Regions from separate parts of the Arachis hypogaea genome. Here region 2 is linked to region 1. The links are chromatin contacts, called in public Hi-C maps. All regions are on one chromosome and are shown on one strand. Each heading gives the region's core, a stretch centred on a gene start, on an enhancer-like site or on the middle of the called end of the contact. The rest is flanking DNA. Distances are from core to core; before and after follow the strand shown.

Region 1 (6,329 bases), core at 2,731-5,230:
AACAATTAATATATATTGATATTGAAAAATTAATAGTAAAATATAAAAAAAATTGTTAACAAAATTTTTGATAAAATTATAATTTAATAATTAAAAAATTATTGAAGGGTATCTTAGAAAAAAATAATTTAGTTATTAAATTTTTTAAAATATTTTGGTAAAAATACAATTTAATTAATAAAAAATAATTTATTAAAAGATATTTTGGTAAACAAAATTTAAAGAAAAAAATTTTGCTAAAAAGTATTTTTATAAAAAATAATTAATTTTTTTTGTAAAATGGATAAAGTTAACATTAGTTAAAACAAAAAATTTAAAATGGATTAAAGAGGAGGTTTTTTAAAAGTTATAAGAAAGGGGAATATACATTTTATAAAGAGAGTGGATGGGAGTGTTATGTTAGTATGTGGCAGAGGAGGGGAGTGGAATTTTCTCAAAGAAAAATAATGAAGCCATCTCTTCCTTTTTTTTTCTTCTTCAGCAACAACAATGAAGCAGAAGCATAAGCGGAATTGGAAACAAAAGCAGAAACAAAATTGAAAATAGAAATAGAAGAAGAAATAGAAGTAACAGAAGCATCAAAATTAAAAGAACAAAGAACTAGATGCTGAATTTGAAACAGAAACAAAATCAAAAGCATCAAAATTAGAAATAAAAGCAGAATCAAATGCAGAAGTAACAGAAGTAGAAGAACAAAGAATCAAAATTGAAAACAATGTGATTAACAAAATCATAATCATAATCAAAATTTGTGGATTAACAAAATCAGAATCAGAAATATATGATTAGCAATCTGATTAATAAAATCAGTAACAGAAGCAAAATTGAAACCCGAGAAAAATTGGAAATCGCCTGTGGTGGTGATAAAGAAGACCTGGCGAAAGACGTCGTCGTTGCGGCGACAACAGCAAGGAAAGCGAGATTGCGGTTGAGGGTTACTTCAGCGACGATGTGACGCTTGTTGAGGGACTGAGCATGGGCGATGCGGATGACGCTTGTTGAGGTTGACACGGACTGGGTAGACAATGTGACGCTTGTTGAGGGACTGATTCCCAACGACGACGGAAGCTCCAAGCCTCGCCGGCACCGTCCCCCTTTCTTTCCTTTCTTTTTCCCTTCCCCTCCTCCTTCTTTCCTCCCCTTCGCGATTCCCTTTCCCCTCCACTTCCTTTCCCGTTCTTTCTTTTCTTTTTTTTTATTTATAATTTTTTTGGTTAGGGGTAATTTAGTAATAAAAATTAAAATTTTGGTAAAAATAACGATGTTAAAATTAAGTTAAACCGTATGAACGATTTTTTATGAAAAAAAGACTAAAAACAAAAAAAATTTTTAATTTATACCTTAAGAACCAAAATCGTACTTAACCCATCACATTATCTACCAAAAGAAAAGAAAACCTGAACTTTTCACATCCCACCATATCATGGTAGATAGTTAGTTAGTTATAATATAAACAAGAAGAGAAACATGTGACTTTAAGGTTACTAATAAAAGAAATTTTTATAGAAAACATATGAATTCAATTTTTTAATGTATTTATTTTATATTTATCAAGTAAATGGTTAAAAAACCTCTACTTATCAAGTTAGTTAAATGCTAATTCTAAATAATAAAAAGAAGTTTAGAGAGAGATAAGTAGCATATATGTGAGACAAAATCTCACGAATCTATTAATGTCTATGACGATTGGGAATGCAAAATATCCTATAAAAAGGGAAAAGAGTGAGAAGAAAGGAAACATGAATATGAATAATGAAATAGAGAAGGGAAGCATACTTAATTAATTCAATGGAAGTAACATTATGATTAGGAGCAACATCGGAATTAGAAGAACGAACAAAGCGCTATGAAGAATTTAGATCGAAACAGAGGATTTGGGAAAGAAGAGAGGGGGTAGAGGTGAGGTTGAAGATAGAGGGTGGGGTAATTTTGAAATTTTATTAAAAAAGTCAACAAAAAAAATTAGAGTTTGACTACTTTTATCATATGGAATCTATTTTTGTTCGATACGACGTTAGTTTTCTTTTTTAATGGATATTTTTGTTAGCATTTGTAACGTTTATGAGCACAAATAGTTGTTTTCCTTTGAAAATTTTATTATTACACCAATTTCAAATACACCATATTATTACAAAGAATACATAAAAAACTAAGTTATCTTTAAAATAAAAAAATTCTTTAAAACATAGTTATTAGAATTGGATTGGACGCACCAATCCAATCGAAAAATCGATGATTCACAAATTTGGCCGGTTTAGACCGATATAAAGACCGTTTTTGCAATTAGACTTGCTAACGGTGCTGAAATCTATTGAAAACAAAGTAGTTCGCATCGAATCGTAAACATAAATGGAAAAAACAAGATGTATCTTTTAAACTAGTTATATATATATATATTTATATATATATATATATATTTTCTTAATTCAATTTTAATTTTTATTTTGTACTTATTCTTATTTAAATGAATGATATTTGTAATTAATAATTATTCACAACTTTTATAATCAATTTTAAATTTTATTAAATAATTAAAAAAATAATAAAAATATCTTTAATTAATCACAATATACTTTTTTATCGGTATATAATATTTTTTAACAAATATTTAAAGTATAATACAAATATATTAATTAATAAATTATTAAAATCTAAAAATAATAAATTTAATACCAAAAATACTTAAAATACTCATGTTGAAAATGAGTTTTATTTAAATGTTTAATTAGTTCCATTAGTAATTCAATTTTAATAACCTAGTACTCTAGTAGTTTTACCAAGCCAATTATCGGTTTGGTTCTCTGGGTTAAAAAGCCTTCAAAGTAAAAGAATTTACTAAAACACAACAAAAAATTATATCATAATGAATATTCTGATCTCAAAAACGTTTGGTTATAAATATAAATTAAATTTAATTTTAATATACAGTTAGTATAAATTAATTTTATACGTGTATTAAATTATATAATATTATTATATTATAAAAGTAATTATTATTTTTATTGATTATGTACATAATAATTTTAAAAGATGAATGCGATTATATGATTATATACAATATAAAATTAAAATAAAATAAACAAAAGTGGTTGCCAAAGTAACTTCGTCATGGCAGGCCAATGGCCATCTTTACATGTAATTATTTTCGTATTCTCATTATATATAGTACGTATATGATTATGATACAAGGACATTGATATGGATATACGATATAAGATACACTGATAAGTGAATTTTAAAATTTAAATGATAGGAAACATATATATATATAAAATATAAAATATTTTTTAAATATATCGTAATAATATTTTGATATTTTATTGATATTAAAATATAAATAAAAATTTTTAATTATTTTTTGTCTTATTTTAATTATATCAAGTATTTAAATTTTTTTTGTTTTAATAAATAATGATATATATTAAATCTAAATTTATTTTAAGAATATATGTTAAGAGTAAGACTGGACACAAAGACACGTAATAGTATTTAGGTGTATTTAGGCATGTCCGAAAATTTTTTTTGTTTTTTATTAAGATACTGTTGGACACAGCAGACATGTGTGTTGAATAAGTGTCAGTTAATGTCGTGTCCAAAATGTGTTTGACACGTGTACACAATAACTCAGCGAAGTGTCCGTACTTCATATGTATATAGGAGTATAGAATATTCTCATATATATATATAGTATAGATTTTTTTTTGGTATTTAGTATAGATATTATTATTATTATTATTATTATTGTTATTATTATTATTATTTGGTAGGAATGTTTTTTTTTGTTCTTTTTGGTGACACAAACCATGTAGATTTTGTTTTTGTATCCAAACTATGTAGTTTTTTGTCACGATTATTTTGTTCCTTAAACCATGTAGATTATTAATGGTCCATTTTGCTCAACTAATGTAATTTGAGCCGGGTTGGACTAAACCCGGCCCATCACGATCAAACTTAGCAAAACCCTAATTCCCCATATGATACCCTGCCTCCCCCGACTCTCCTCTCTCGTGTTGAGAAGAAGAAAAAGAAGAAGAAGAAGAAAGAAAAAACAGAGAGAGAATGGGGCGCGTGAGAACCAAGACAGTGAAGAAATCTTCACGGCAAGTGATCGAGAGGTACTACTCTCGCATGACTCTTGACTTCCACACCAACAAGAAGGTTCTAGAAGAAGTTGCCCTCATCCCTTCCAAGAGGCTCCGCAACAAGATCGCAGGCTTCTCCACTCACCTCATGAAGCGGATCCAGAAGGGACCCGTCAGAGGCATCTCCCTCAAGCTTCAAGAAGAGGAGAGGGAGCGTCGCATGGACTTCGTTCCTGATGTGTCCGCTATTGACACTCAACACATCGAGGTCGACAAGGAAACCATTGACATGCTTCAGTCTCTAGGTATGTCCGACATCCCTGGAATCACTCAGGTCGATCCCGTTCCTGTTCAGCAGATCCCCTTTGGTCGCCCTGGCGCTGGATTCGGTGGTGCTCAGAGGAGGTACTGAGAAAACAGACAAATTTTCTATGTTTTGGAATTGTATTATCGATATTAGGGTTTTTAATTTGGGGGAAAAGTAATGTTATCTTATATGTTTGAACTTAATACTGGTTTAGTGGAAATGAAGAATTTCTGCGAATTAGGTTTTTGAGGATAAATTTGTGTGGCTTGATTTTAGTTAATATTTGTTATGAACTTATAATTAGAGGCAATATATTGGTGAAATTGTGATGAAACTGAAATATATGCCGATTAGGTTTTGTTACTTAAATTTGTGCATGCTTCACGAATTCTGTGGGGTGTGTTATGCTTGAAACTTATAATCGGTGGATGTTGTGATGCCAAACTTAAAGTATAATAATTTTGTTCAAACTGGTTATTCTTTGTGACGTTTTGCTGGAAACTTAGTGGAATCATAATAGGTTGAGTTATACCATTAATCGTGGTTTAGTGTTTAATTCGTTCATAATTGATATACAGCTGGTCAAGTAGCTGCACGGTTCGAACGAATACTCCGCATTTGCGTTAAAAATCTGAACACGATTTCCAAGAAAAAGTAATCATGTTTTGTCAATCAAACGAGATCGAGATAACTTGCACCTTATATAATTAGCAATTGTTTAGAGCACAAAAGCTAATCTGTGCGTCAATGTGATTTCACGTTATAGCAAATTTTGGTAATCGAAACCCAATCTTTTGCGTTTGCTATGAGTGTTTTTAAAGATGTTATTAGTATAGCAAATATATACCCACTCCGGCTCCGTTTTTGAATGACCACCAGGTTTTCAAACAAAAATAATATTTTTTTGGTTTTAAATATTTAATTTTGTGAGATTGGATGGTTTTTTTGTTAATGAGCTCTTTTCAAAATATATTTATATGATACGTTAATTATTAATATATATTTTATTTAATTTTTATTGGTAAAAGTAATTTAAAAGTTACTAATATTTTTTAGTTTTACACATAAAATTTAGTTAATATATTTAAAAAAATAATAAAAATTAAACGGTCTTGATAATTATTTTTAAAAGACAAGGAGATTTCTAACAAAAAAAATTATTAATCCTAATTGATTTTTAATTGATAAGTTAATAGTTTAACATGTTATGTAAATTTATTTTGTTAATACAAATAAAAAATATTAACAGAAGGAAAGATTAAGAACCAAAAGAATATTTTTTTTGTTGAGATTTTATTGTCTTTAAAAATAATTATGCGGAGGGCTAATCCTTTACTTCTGCAAATAATTGTTTATTGGTTTTCTTTTTTTTTGGTGAGGAATTGTTTATTGTTTATAAGTTCAATAAATCGGCTGGGCTACCGGCATGGTTTTTTTTTTTCGGTCACACTCACTCGCTCACACACATTTACAATATGTGACTATTCAATCATGAATCACCCCAGCTAGGTTCGAGCGTGGTGCGGCAGCCCAACAACCAATGCTTCGGGGACTTCAACCGATTATTGTTTAGTTAGACTTGCGTGTAAAATTTATTTAGGATATTTTTATTTAATTACTTATAAGACTATTGTATTAAGAAGACTACTAAATTAATAATTCTGTTTGATTATATTTTAGATTAGCAGCATATTTGCATATTTGCCATATAAATATATCCTGTTAAACTGGTTACAATTGCAATCAAAGTTATGAAAATTGGAAAGGTCATTAAGAGGCTTTAAGAATTGGTTCATTGATTTATTTATTCAACTGGTTCAACTATAGATTAACTGAAATAACCGACAAAAAATATATAAAATATAAAAACAAGTTACTAAGGGTCAGAAAAATTAGAAAAGACTGAGGGTATCAAGGTACATGTTCAGAAGCTCCAAAAA
Region 2 (6,255 bases), core at 1,388-3,887, 230 kb before region 1:
TTAAATAATCATATAAACAAAATCTCTAATTTTTTTTATAAAATTTCGGCAGCATCTTCTCTAAAACTCAGACTTTGCCACCCTTTTCGGGTCCAAACCTGCTTTCTTTTCAATTCAACACACCCTTTCTCATCATCATAACAGTCACCACAATAAATCTACCTCAGATCAACCATTATACTCATATAATATTCAAATCCAACAACCAAAATTCAACTAAGGATCATAGTTCACTAATCCTAGGCTTCTAACACAAAATACCTCAAATCAATAATTCACCAAATTATTAGTTAATCAACAAGCACCAAACCAACCAATTAATAACTAATTATTCAATAAACTTCAACCAAATATATTCATTGATAAATTACTAAACATTAAACATACACCTGCATTCCAACTTATCCTATGGCATCTAACCTAAGTTTTCACGGAACATTATATATTAAATGCAAGAAACCTAAACCATACCTTGACCGATTTCCACGTAACGACCAAAGCAAATTATTTAAAACCAAGGCAGCCCCTTAAAAATTCAACTAATCAGCTTCCTCCAAGTTCCAATATTCACAATTTCAAGTTCCAATTATTTATTCACAACCTAATACACATTTATAACACATATATATCCAATTTAATACTCAAAGCTCAAATTCAAAGAAAATAAAATAGAATTATCGTATCCTCACCTTACCCAAGCTTCACATAAGCAAGAGTAAACGTTTCTCTCAAGCTAATTGGATCCTAAAACATCAGAAATCAAAGAAATTTAACATTCCTACTTAAAATTCGAAAATTGGGGGAAATGAAGGCTGAGTGTAAAATAATGAGTCACCTATAAAATTGTTCCGGTAGAAATGTAAAGCTCGACGCGGTAAATGCGTGGCCGCAAATGGTACGGCGATTGGAGTTCGGACGGAGAAGTTACGGGGATCGGAAGTTTACCGTAACAATTTGACGTTCTTTCTTTCCTCTCCCTGATGCTCTTCGACGCTGCCAAAAATGGGGAGAAGAAGAACGTGGGTTCACTTAAAGGGCTGGTCCGGTTGGGTCCACGGCCCGGTTTGGACCCGGTTCAACCGGTTCGGTCCGTTCGGTCCAATTTTGAACCGATTTTTTCGAAATTAGTGTCAAAATTCTCGTTTCGATGAGCTCTACCCTATTTTGATATAATATTCACATTTCTAATCCTCTTTATTAAAAATTAATTTATTGACTAATTATCTACTAATTTAACCGGGGTTTACAATATTGCTTAAGAAAAAGTGTTTTAGTATATTTTATATTAGAGCAGACGTTATATAACTAATCTTTAAGAAAAATTTTTAGTCCATTTTACTTGAGGAAAATTTTCTTAACTATATTTTACTTACAAAAGTTTTTTTAGTGAGCGTGTGTAATTAATAATACATTAGTGATGATAATTGATCTATAATTTTTTTATCATCATTATCATCTCTTTCAATGTTTTTTGCCTCTAAAATATTTTCAAATTGCTCAAGGATATATTAATTTTATTTAAGTCTATTCTTCTTGTAGATAGGCCTGACAGCATGGACCCTATCTGCGGGTATCCAACTCGACTCAATCTGGTCGGATAGGGTTGCCAACCCGACCCGCTGCGGGTAGAGTTAGGCGCGGAGCGGGTAGAGTCTCAACCCTACCTGCACCCTCCATAATATGTGTTATATATGTTTAAAAATGTTATATATAGGAGTTGAACCAAGGACTTTAAGCATGTGCAAAAAGTTTCTAGCCACTGAAATAAACTTATAAACTTATAAATTTCATTCATTTATTTGATCATTTGTTGTGTATGAGATACTTGTATTATTTATGAGATACCTGTGTCATTATAATGTTTCTTTTTGTCAACCCGCAGTTAGGATCGGATATCCGCAGGTTGAGCGCGGGTAGGGTAGGATTGAATGTTAGTTAAAAACTCAACCCGCGGGTAGGATTAGGGTTGGGTTCAAATCCTACCCTACCCTACTCATTGCCACCTCTACTTGTAGAGAGCAAACAAGTCCATAAATTTGAAGTATGCTGGATGTTGGAGATGTATTACTAGTGGAGGGCAATTTTAAAGAGTGTTTTTGCCCTAAATAGAAATGATGAGAGAACCAAGTTAGATTGGTCTAATAGTTAGCTTACTAGTCTGCTGTCGGGAGTTCAAATTCTGCCTTGTGCATGCAGTAACCTATTGGGTATTGGCCAACGACAAACCTTTAAATGGAACTCAGTACCGCAACAGATTAATTCTTTTCCTGCTAGACTGGGAGATACCGTAGAAAACCAAAAAAAAAAAATGATGAGAGCGTATAAAATCTTGATAAAATATATATAACTATAAATATGGATGGAGAATTAGGATAAAAAGTATAAATTGTAATTAATAATTATTATAAATGATATTTTAGTAAAGAAAATAGTTAAAACTTTTTTACTTTTATTTATTTAAGAAAGACAAAATATTCTTAACTTTTAGAAAAAAAATTTATTTTTTTAAAAAAATATCTATACATATTTAAAATTTGATAAAAATATTTAATTTTTTAAAATACATTTTTTGCTAATAAAAATATATAATTTTAAAAATAAAAATTTATTTAGGACCGGATGAAAATAATAGAGGAATAAATAACCTGAACCATGAGTGTGAGCCAAGGACGCCCTGCCCCTCCCAAAGCCCAAAGGCAAAGTACGCTGTCTCCTCAATCTCCCCAAAGTCCATCATTCTCACACATCACAACGCATTAACACAACTCAACTCCAATTCAAACACTCTCTCTCGTTCTTATATATTACCTTCGAGTCCCTCCTTGCTGCCGTATCCCCTTCTCTTCTTCTTCTTCTTCTTCGTCTCAGAGACACAGAGCCCTAGCGTCTCCAACTTTTCCTCCGCTTCTACTCACAGTGGCACAGAGTGAGCATTGCCATCTCGTTGAGCTTCGTCGCTTCTCTTGGTACTGTTTTCTACTTCTGCTTAATTACATTGTTGTTTTTTCTGTTTAAACCCTTATTACTACTCATGCTGTTTCATTTCGGTAGCCTCTGATAATTTTGAATTGTCTTTGTTGTCGATGATAAATTTATTTCAGTATCCTTAGAATCTAAGAGCTAAAATTTATTATTCTTAGTTGGTAGTTGGTAGTGTTGCTGCTGTTGTTGCTTGATTCTTACATTCTTGTTGCTGATGCTGTTTAATTTTTTTAGCTAATGATTGTTTTGAATTATGTTTGTTTTCCATGATAAATTTATTTTATTGTCCTTAGAACCTAAAAGCAGAAGTTTTGATTCCGGTTTCAACATTCAACCAGAATGTCACTACCAATATTTCGCACAACTTATTAATATTTATTTATTTCTTTATTTGTCTTAGATCTTGCTCGAATTCCCGAATTGGATGAAGAAGATTCTGGTGAAGATTTGAACTGATGTTTATCACAGCTTCATTTCCAAGCATTCTTAGCTTCTTAAAGAATCTTATGACATATTATGAACCTTGTGCTTTTGAGGAATGATTTTAAGTAACATTGGATTGTTGGTGTTGACAAGATACTTTTCATTTTGTTATTGTTATTCAAAAGCTGTGCATCCAATCCAACCCAAACAGCTGGAAATTTGATCGTTATCTGTAGAAAATTTATCCAATCTTAACCAAACCGTAAGGAATATTAGTGTTTGGATCCTTAGGTTTTGGCTCAAACTGATCCAAACTTCACTGTGAACACCTCTACTTCAATCCATCCCGAATCTTTCTCTGTACTAACAACCCCAGATGGCTCTTCACAAATTTGCATCTTTCTCCTCTCTTCATTATTCCGCTTTCACCACAACCCACTACCACCGAGTTTTTTCCATCAACTGCTGCACCACTTCTTCTACTTCTTCTTCTTCTTCATCTTCTTCTCCTTCTTCTTCTTCACCCTTCACAGAGAAGCACTCCATAGAGAGGTTCCAAAGAGACCAATGGCTCTACACCAACACCGCCACCAACAATAAGCCTATAGTGTCTTCCAATTTGGGCTCCATAAGGGAAGATGACATAGCTCTCCAGCTTCCAGAACTAAAGAAGTTGCTTCAGGTGCTGAGGGAGAAGAGGGAGAGTGAAGGGAAGTGTAGCAGTGAAGGAAAATGTGTACTGGGGAATGTATTCTTGGTTGGAACTGGTCCGGGGGACCCTGAGTTGTTGACATTGAAGGCTGTGAGAGTTATCAAAGGTGCTGATTTGTTGCTGTATGATAGGTTGGTCTCTAATGATGTCTTAGATTTGGTTGCTCCTCATGCTAGGCTTCTCTATGTGGGAAAAACTGCTGGCTACCATAGCAGAACTCAGGTACTGTTTCGGTTTCTTTTCAATTTTTCTGATCGGTCTTTATTGCTGAATTGGGAATTTTTCCCATTTTATATATCTGGACTATGTTTTGTTGTAGTAGAGTTTTTTTTTTATCCTTTTCTGAATGGTTATTGCTGAAATTAAAGTATTGACTGTTTGTGTTGATAATATGCATTGATGTTTGTTGTTTACACGTTGGTTTTGGTTTCTTTTAAATTTTTTTATGATGGGTTATGGCTCAATTTGAACTTTTCAAATTTTTTTCTGATTTTATATGTGTACTGTTTTTTTTTTTTTTTTTTTTGTAGTTTGTGTTTGTTTTCCCTAATGAATTCTCTCTTTCACTTGTGTATCGTGTACTGAATGACCGAGATCTCTCTAAAGGAATACTAGTAATTTTATAACAAAATGTAGCGAATTGCGTGGTGAGACATACCGGGTTTCCTATACCCATATCGGGTTTTGTTGTGACTATGTTTTGATCCCTTTATGAAGAGTTCTTGCTTGAGTTAGTTAGGATTTGGTGTTTTAGACCCCCTTTTATATTGATAAAAATGGATTTTTTTTTTTTTTGGGTTGGATTGTGGCAGGAGGAAATACATGAGCTTCTTCTGAGTTTTGCAGAAGCCGGGGCCACTGTTGTGAGACTTAAAGGGGGTGATCCATTGGTAAGTTTCCATTTGGGGTTGTCCGTTGGTGAAGCAATTTGATGCATTGCATTGTCATGGATGATGGACTGTATGCTATTTTATGTTTTTTTTTCACTTCTTCATTTGGTATATGTAGGTGTTTGGGAGGGGTGGAGAGGAAATGGATTTTTTGCAGCAACAAGGTATCCAAGTGAAAGTTATTCCAGGTATGCTTCTGGTGTCTTTATCTTACTAAGACGAATTTGACACTACAAAGATTTTGGATCCTAATAAATCATAATGTTGATGGCACCAATGCTCCATTGTGTTATATAGTTGCCACGGATAAAAATCGGTTTTTGCCAAATTGAGTCAATAGTCATTACGGAAAATAGTTTGTTATTTAATCTTGAAACAGGTATCTGTGGATCAATCAGGCATGTCTTATACTTTATATAATAGTGACCGAGTATTTTCCTTGTGTATTCATTGCTTTCTAAGCAAGTTTATGGTTAATCCAACTTAAAGTGGCACTTTTCATTAGAATTAGATACACTCACTGGTTACTCTACATCGCAAAGCACAAAGTGCCTTGTTGAATTGGCAATTTGACAGGGAAGATGATTGGTGTTCATGTTACCACTTATTCTTTTAGGTTTTTTTCCCCTTTTTAGTTGATCATGTTTGGTTTGTGATTTTACCATAATCAGTTATTCTCATTCCTTGCAGGCATAACTGCAGCATCTGGAATAGCAGCAGAGCTGGGGATTCCGTTAACTCATCGTGGTATTGCAAATAGCGTGAGGTTCCTCACGGGGCATTCAAGGAAAGGTGGAACTGATCCTCTATTTGTAGCAGAAAATGCAGCCGATCCTGATTCTACATTGGTGGTTTATATGGGCTTGTCAACCCTCCCTTCACTTGCACAGAAATTAATGTGTCATGGTTTGTCCCCCGAGACTCCAGCTGCAGCCATTGAGCGAGGGACAACACCTCAACAGCGCACAGTAAGCATAACTATATCTTCCTTTTCACGTTCTCAATATATCAAATTGATTAACTAGTTATTTGTTTGTCTCATTGCATTCATTTATAGTCATCATTGACAATGACACTATTAAATTAAGAGGGCTATGACTTACCATGGAATTAACCATCTCTCTTTTACCTCACTAGTAACATTTTTGCTGTTGGAGTTGCTTTAGTATCATATTGAAAATTAATAAATTATTAATGCGCTATCTTAAAACTCGTGAAATTCTTATTATGCAACAAACCTATGATATT

What was found. A called contact is a pair of places that touch in the nucleus more often than the background predicts.
Region 2: a Hi-C map of leaf shows a contact between it and region 1, with 1.8 times the contacts expected there. The contact joins the promoter of LOC112703060 here to the promoter of LOC112703057 in region 1. A contact is called at or near these places in 2 of 8 Hi-C or Micro-C datasets (leaf and an unstated tissue).

Annotation. Positions count from the first base shown.
Region 1 is chr7:52,429,717-52,436,045 of arahy.Tifrunner.gnm2.J5K5, reverse strand. It overlaps LOC112703057 (small ribosomal subunit protein eS17z), which reads left to right and starts at 3,980. Exons shown (of 1, transcript XM_025754365.3): 1 at 3,980-4,859. The coding sequence starts at 4,060. The coding sequence ends at 4,494.
Region 2 is chr7:52,660,886-52,667,140 of arahy.Tifrunner.gnm2.J5K5, reverse strand. It overlaps LOC112703060 (S-adenosyl-L-methionine-dependent uroporphyrinogen III methyltransferase, chloroplastic), which reads left to right and starts at 2,637. Exons shown (of 6, transcript XM_025754367.3): 1 at 2,637-2,966; 2 at 3,383-4,339; 3 at 4,930-5,007; 4 at 5,126-5,195; 5 at 5,698-5,975. The coding sequence starts at 3,782. It overlaps LOC140174231 (a long non-coding RNA gene), which reads right to left and starts at 1,004. Exons shown (of 3, transcript XR_011863486.1): 1 at 836-1,004; 2 at 690-744.